Regions from separate parts of the Anser cygnoides genome. Here region 2 is linked to region 1. The links are chromatin contacts, called in public Hi-C maps. All regions are on one chromosome and are shown on one strand. The core of a region is the stretch at or near the end of the contact, and the rest is flanking DNA. Distances in the headings are between cores, read along the strand shown. Region 1 holds the start of RHBDD1 (rhomboid domain containing 1). Region 2 overlaps LOC106036254 (a long non-coding RNA gene).

Region 1 (3,418 bases), core at 856-3,355:
AGTAACTACCTTGCTGATAGGAAACAACACAAAGTGAAATATTAACATACAATGACTGCATTAAAGGCTATGTCTACCACTAAACTCATTCCTTCCTGATCTTTCGGTCTCTCCATTACCTTTCATAGGCAGCCACTGCGGAAACAGATACTTTGCTCATGTGCCTCAAAACTAAGGCGTTATCTATGGTGAAAAGGATTTACTGGTAATACATATACTGGTCATATTCACTGCCTCTTCCTCTGGAGACAAAGGTCACATCACTTTTCATAGTGCAATATAAATAATCTCCCGAAACGGAACAACCTAATACTGTATTAGGTCTATCCCCTTCATGAGTCTATCTACGTGGATATATATACATACACACATGCACACACCCTTTTCATGGATATAGCTTAGTTTAGTCAGAAAGTGTAGTTTTAGGTTACCATCAAAAAGAGTAGTTTGGGCTTATATAAGTTTATATAACAGAAATTCTGCTGCCATTTCAGTGTAAAGCAGACAAAAAAGCAGGATCCTTTATAGATTTTTGTATTTTACATTTTGCAAGTCTACATTTTAGTAACTCCCCTTAGAAATTAAGTTCATTAGAAATTACTGTTTGCCTTTATTGGAAGAAGTCTGTTCAAGATTCAAACAGAGGCCACACAACAGCCATGAGCCACCACTGGTTTCATTGCTTTGGAATCCTAAAACGGAGGCAGTCCTGTACCTCTAAATTTATATGACACATATAATCAAACAGATAAAAAAGAAAAAAAAAGTCAATAGAGCGTTTCTTTCTTTGAAAGGTCAGCTCTTTTTGAACCTCTGTGGTCAGTTAGTCAGAATTACTTGCTATTATAATACCATTTTGCGGGGGAGACAATGGACATATTAAGATCCTTCCCAGTTTTGTGGGAACAAAGTGACACAAAAAGATTTGACAAACGTTCTTACTACCCCCATCTCATAACAGATAATGAATAACTACTTCTCAAAATGCTAGGATACACCTAAACATATATAAATTAACTGAGAGAAGTAAAATCATAGTTAATATTTATAGCTGTATCACTCTACTTGTGAAGGTGAGGGGGTGTCAGTTGTGAATAGATACACACACACACTTATCAGAACAAAACGGGATTTCAGATTAGGGCACAGTTAGATTTTTAACTTCATGGATTTTTAATTACTTTAAATAGGGTCAGGATTTTTTTGGATTTGACTGCGATCCTTACACTGGTATAATCAAAAAACGGCGTAATTAGAGCAGAAGAGCATCCTCCCCTGTTCAGCTCAAGAATTTGGCGATGTAATTGAAGTGAAACAATCCATGCTTCCCTGACGACTTCAGAAGCGCGAAGGCCCTCACAAGCTTCGTGCTTCTTTGTTTTTATTGCTTCAGGAGAAATTTGCCTGCAGTCTGGAGTGCGAAAGGATGAAGTTAGCCTTTTAATGAACCGTACCAGCTGAACACCCAGAAGTATACCCTTTCTGGCACTAGTGCTAACTCCTGGCAAGCCCTCAGACCTCCCTGCAGTAACGCAGTGCGGCTGCAAGGCCCTCACCACGCAGCCTGGTACCGCTAACCCCATCTCACTACCAGCTGAGTCACGCCAAGTGCTCTTACAGCCGCTTCAGGAAGCCTCCAACATACAGCCAGGCCGCTTGTTTACCCCTTCTCCTTTCGATACACGCGCAAATCATTTGCGGGCTCTTTATTGTTGTTTTTAAGCACTTTAAGAAAAGAGGAACATAGATCTGGTTAAAAAAAAAAAAAAAAAAGAAAAATGACAACAAATCCCCTGGCTATTTTCACATAGCCTGTAAAAGCACTGCTCAAGGGGGCGAGCCGAGAGCCTTCGCTCCATGAAGCTCCTTTCCCGGCCCCCAGAGCCGGCGCTGAAGAAGACGAGGAGGAAAAGGAGCAGGAGGAAAAGGAGACGCACCCCCCTCCCCCCCCCAACCCCGGCCCGGCCCCGCCCCTCCCGTCCCCTCCCCTCCACTCACGTTCCCCGCGCAGCCCCGGCCCCGGCCCCGCCGCCGGCCCCGCCGCCGCCCCACGTGACCCGGCCGCCACTCCGCGCAGAGGGATCCGGGTTCGAAACCCTCCCTCGACGCTCGCCTCAGCCGCGCGTGCGCATTGAGGCGGAGCGGGGCGCGGCCCCTCACAGGACCGGGGGCGGGAAGATGGCGGCTGTGTGGTGCTGTGGGCGTTCGGTTTAACGTGGAGCAGCCCGGCCCGGCGGGCACAGTGGCCTCAGGGCGGCGGCTGGCTGAGGCGAGGGGACGTAGGGCCCGTAGGCCCCCCATTTCGCCTCGTAGGGAGGCTTTTGTGTCTATTCAATAAATTGTGCGAAAATAGTGCCTACTGGTGCTGCATCCAATTAAAACGTGTAATTAGGTTCTTTTTAAAAACCTTACTATATGCTCAAGCACTAGTTCAATAAGTTTAATACTTTAACTGCTTTGTTCCAGTACTAAAGATGCTTGGATGAAAACATTAGTTTAATTTGTGTAGATTACCGGTCACCGGTATTAAGTGACTCCCAAAATTTGATGCAGATATCTAGACTGTGAGCTTTGTTACTCACATTCAGCAGGGAATCCACTGAGCAAATGATAAATGTCTAAAATAATAGGTTATCGCAGAAATGTTGGCAAGCTGGTGGTGCAAATATGTGACTAGAAATGAATCATACAAAATCCATAGCCAAAGCTACTTGTAAATGGCCCTATTTTGCTGTCATTTATGTGGCACTTAGGTTTCAGAGAATATTTTGGCAATTCATACAAGTATGTCATAGAATTTATATGAAAATTGTATTCTGCCCTTCCAAAAACAGCACACAGCTCAGCAGACTGGCAGGCATGAAAGAGGCTGAATTCCTAGAAATAGGGTGGAGATCAAGTTAAAGGAGCAGACCGTGCCAAAACAAGCAACTTCAGCATAGTCTTCTCTTCCAAGAATGAACAGAAGCCAAAAGAGGAGGGCAGATTCTGTGTGCCACCATTTAGACACGTTATCTTAAACTCTTTAGTTTTGGCACATTTAGATCTGTTACCACGATTAATGCTAATCATAAAAATTCATAGAAATCACAGGGTGTGGGAGTTACAAATGCCTAGACTGATAGATTTTCTAACATACACTAGGTTTTCTGTAATTGGCACCATTCTCTGTAATAGTGTACTCCATTTTCATGCACTCATAATTCTAGTCTATAATTCTTAACGATGCAGTATTTATTGCATGTGTGCAGGTCCAGATCTTATTACTGGATGTACAAGTCTTGAGGTTGTGGTTCTCTTCTGGGACCTAGAAGATCCTGACTTCATTCCTAATTCACATCCTGTGTTATCCCAAGCAATCTTATATTTTCTATCTTTTTGGGCCCTTATTGATAAGTCAGGAAGAATAGAAGTCACA
Region 2 (3,385 bases), core at 648-3,147, 130 kb after region 1:
TAGGCCTTGTGTAGACCTGTGCCTTTAAAACAAACAAACTTCAAAAGGAAAATCAATACCTGAGGTGGAAGAGTTCATGCATTTCAGAGCCTCAGGTGAGCAAGATGATTTGTATTTTAACACATGTGAGTTTGTTGAGGAGAATGCAGCTACGGACCAGGACAGGCTCCAGAGGGGTTTGACACCCCTGCTGATGTTGAAGGGAGAGGTGCCCTCATCAGCTCAGTGCAGCCCAGAGAATCTGGGAGAGAAGCAGCTGCCTGGGCTGGTATACAGTAGTAAAAATGGAGATGGAAACCTTGGTTGCAGTGCGTTTTAGTTCCCTTCAGCATAGCTAGTGCCTGCTATCTTGCTTTGGGGAAGTAACTGCCAGCTGGGTGAAGCCTTGCATGTGCTGACGTGGCACATTCACTGTTGTTGCAGCTCAAATTCTTCAGTTTAGGGATCAAATTTAAAGGTGTTTCCTTGTTCGGGAGGCAGAAATGCTAAAAATATAACTTTGAATAGTTAAGTGATGCCTCATCAGAATCCTGTTAGGATTGGGTTGTGCATGAATAACCATTGTGAATAGAATAATCTTTTTCTTTTGAGTTAATGCTCACCTGACATCTCGCTACAGGAATTTCTATTGGTACTGGGAGGAACATACTCTTAAGGGCAGGTGCAATGGTTATACAGTGTCCATGTTTCCGGAGTAGGTGATAATGCCTTTGGCGTATTGCAGCTGGAAGATGTATTGAGTATGCATTCAGGTGAGCAAGTGGACTTCCACTTGGAGTGATAACCATGGGGCTTGCTGGTGTAAGTATCTCTTGTTAGAAAAGCTATACAAGCAATTTGAGGGTCCAAGGCAAAAACCTGCCTGCAGCCTACTCTTTGTCATAGCCAAGCAGTGGTAGAGATCCCATGATGACTCCAAGGATAACCAAAGTGGGTTAACTTCTATTCTACAGATTCAGAACCTTGCAATAAAATAAAATAAAATAAAATAAAAATACAACGTGCCAGTGATCATTAAAGTAAAAAACAAGTTAATGAATTTTTATTTTAATTTTTATTGACATTTGAAAAGCACATGAATGTTTTTAAACTTTTTTTTTTCCCTCCTAAATGTAGATTTTCTAGGATTTCTTTCTTCATGAATCTTATCTGGTCAATCCAAAAATATAATATTTGCCCTTCCTTTTCTTTGTTGTTTTTTTTGCTGAGAAGTTCAGCATAGCTATTCTAGAGGAAAATGTTTTGTGTTTTGTAGTTTTTCAGACCTGGCAAAACACAGATAAATTTGCTATCTTTGAGTATCATGCTACCAGGACAAAACTAGGCTGAGGTTTTTGAGACAGATGAGAGGTTTTTTGGTTTTTTTATTTTATTTTAACATGTACCCCAAATTCAGCTGATCCCTTCAGTGTGAATAGTTGTGCAAGTCCTTTAGACTTTTTCCAGTGTCTGCAAAAATGAGTATTGGTTACTTTTCTTTTTTAATGCCAGCAATTGATTTATACCATTTTGTGTTTCAACACTATTCTGGCAGGGCAGGGACTTGAAACTTTACCTAGGAAAGAAGTCAACAAATAGTCCCAAGAGCACAAGCTGCAATTTTCAGGTGCATTTTTCCTCTTCCACATCAGAGGCGAGTGGCAGGTATACGCTACCTCTGGCAAAAACACTTCATTGCTCTTGTTGCTGTTCAGAGTGGAGGGGAATGCACTGGATGTTTCTTATTTGGGTAGAATAGTTGTATCTCACATCTAGCAATACCAAAGGGGAGTTTTAAAACACAGTTCCCCTGAGTATCATGCCTTACCATATTTGAAGAAACACTAGCAACTGTACTTCAGTTGCAGTGAGTTTGTAATGTTCCTTTAACTCTGTGAAGTTTTCCTAGAAGTTGTGGCAGTCCATGAAATGGGCTTGTTTTTGGAGCTATAAACTCTGAATTCAAATTTTATCACTTCTTGGAGCTTAACAGAGCACTAGGTTTGCGATTTTATTCACAAAGCTATGGATCATTGCAAATTGCTTCCTACTATTTGACAGCTTCCTTTTTAGAAATTTCAACACTCCAGCTATCTGCCCGCAGCAGTGTATGATTCTAATCACCGCTATGATTTCATAATCCCCCTTTAATTCAGCAAACATTCCAGATTATCGACATATGTGATTTGTAGTTTGGGAGAGCACACTGCAGCAAATTTTTCCTGTTGTCAGGCTTTTAGGTCTTGTAGCTGAAAGAAGCATAGTGTTAACCAGGGGTAACTTCTTAGATATAGGTTATAAATATATGCAACTATTTTGGGTTGCAGAGATGACATTCCCCTCAATGAATGTAAGAAGGAAAGCTGCAGAGTTTAAAGCCAAATTCAGCAGGAAGAAAGAAAATTACTTCCATATTATCTTCTGTATGTCATTAAATGGAAAATGAGATAATTCTTCCGTACATCTGAAAACTAAATAAAGAGGTCTATTCTCCTCCAGTTTCTGTGGGTAACTTCAGCTAATTTTTGTGGCAGTTATGCACGTTGATGGGAGAAAAGATGCCTCAAGTAGGATGATACGGTATACATATATTACTAAATAAAATGCTCATTTTACTTAGGATAATCTGTCTTTGTTCCAGATATATGTATGCATTCCTCTTACAGCAAGTATTTCAGTTGTCAGGATGACTTGATACATTTGTTCTTTGATGTCAAATCGAATTGCATCACTGTGGAATGGTTGCTACAGAAACCCCAGCCCATTTTTTATATGTATTGAGTTCAATCCTTTTTACTTAGAGAAGCTGGATTTGATTTTTCCCCTAAAGAAGTTCATAGTAAAATGGGTGAAACCTCTAATAAACCACAGCAATAAGCGTGGCAAAAATACCCAGATAGTGAGATCAGAGACAATAAGGAAAAAAGCAATTTAAAGTCCAACAAACAAAGTCTATCTCTTGATAAAATGCTCCCTGTTGTAATTGAAACCAGAGCTAAATTAGATCAATACCAAAATATTAAAGTGTGCCAAACCTGTTTTCTGTAGGCTTTGCTATAATTGGATTCTGATGCGAGAGATAGCTTAAGTAGGCAAAGTCTGTTGACTCAAGACCATGATTATTCATAGAAAAAGAGCTCCCTGCTAAGGTATACAGTACTTTTATCTGGTGTTTCTTGAAGAATTAATACATTTCTATCCTTCCCCTCCATGCTGATGCATTTGAAGTCCATATCTTGCCTACAGTAAATCTCTGTCTTGCTTAACAAGAAACTATTTCACTGTATAAGCAAGGCATATTGACAACAGATTTAACCCAGACATCTCAGCTTTATTCAATCAGAAGAATGCTGGCCTGGTTTCAGGTTTCTGGGATACAGGCACAAATGGACATGCCCCAAGTAGA

What was found. Hi-C and Micro-C count contacts between places; a contact is called where the count stands out from the background.
Region 2: a contact with region 1 is called in a Hi-C map of liver, with 8 times the contacts expected there. The contact joins the enhancer-like site here to the promoter of RHBDD1 in region 1. A contact is called at or near these places in 2 of 7 Hi-C or Micro-C datasets (both in liver).

What each region holds. Positions count from the first base shown.
Region 1 is chr9:3,952,909-3,956,326 of Taihu_goose_T2T_genome, forward strand. RHBDD1 (rhomboid domain containing 1) reads right to left here and starts at 2,106. Exons shown (of 7, transcript XM_067002224.1): 1 at 1,999-2,106.
Region 2 is chr9:4,087,069-4,090,453 of Taihu_goose_T2T_genome, forward strand. LOC106036254 (a long non-coding RNA gene) reads left to right here. Exons shown (of 16, transcript XR_010833503.1): 5 at 1-95. Among named protein-coding and RNA genes, the nearest start is that of IRS1, 110 kb to the left of the region's middle. Within about 2 kb of position 1,898, at least 1 of the 3 cell types and tissues checked has open chromatin away from gene starts, as enhancers often do. A contact at or near this core is called in liver, where this site is marked.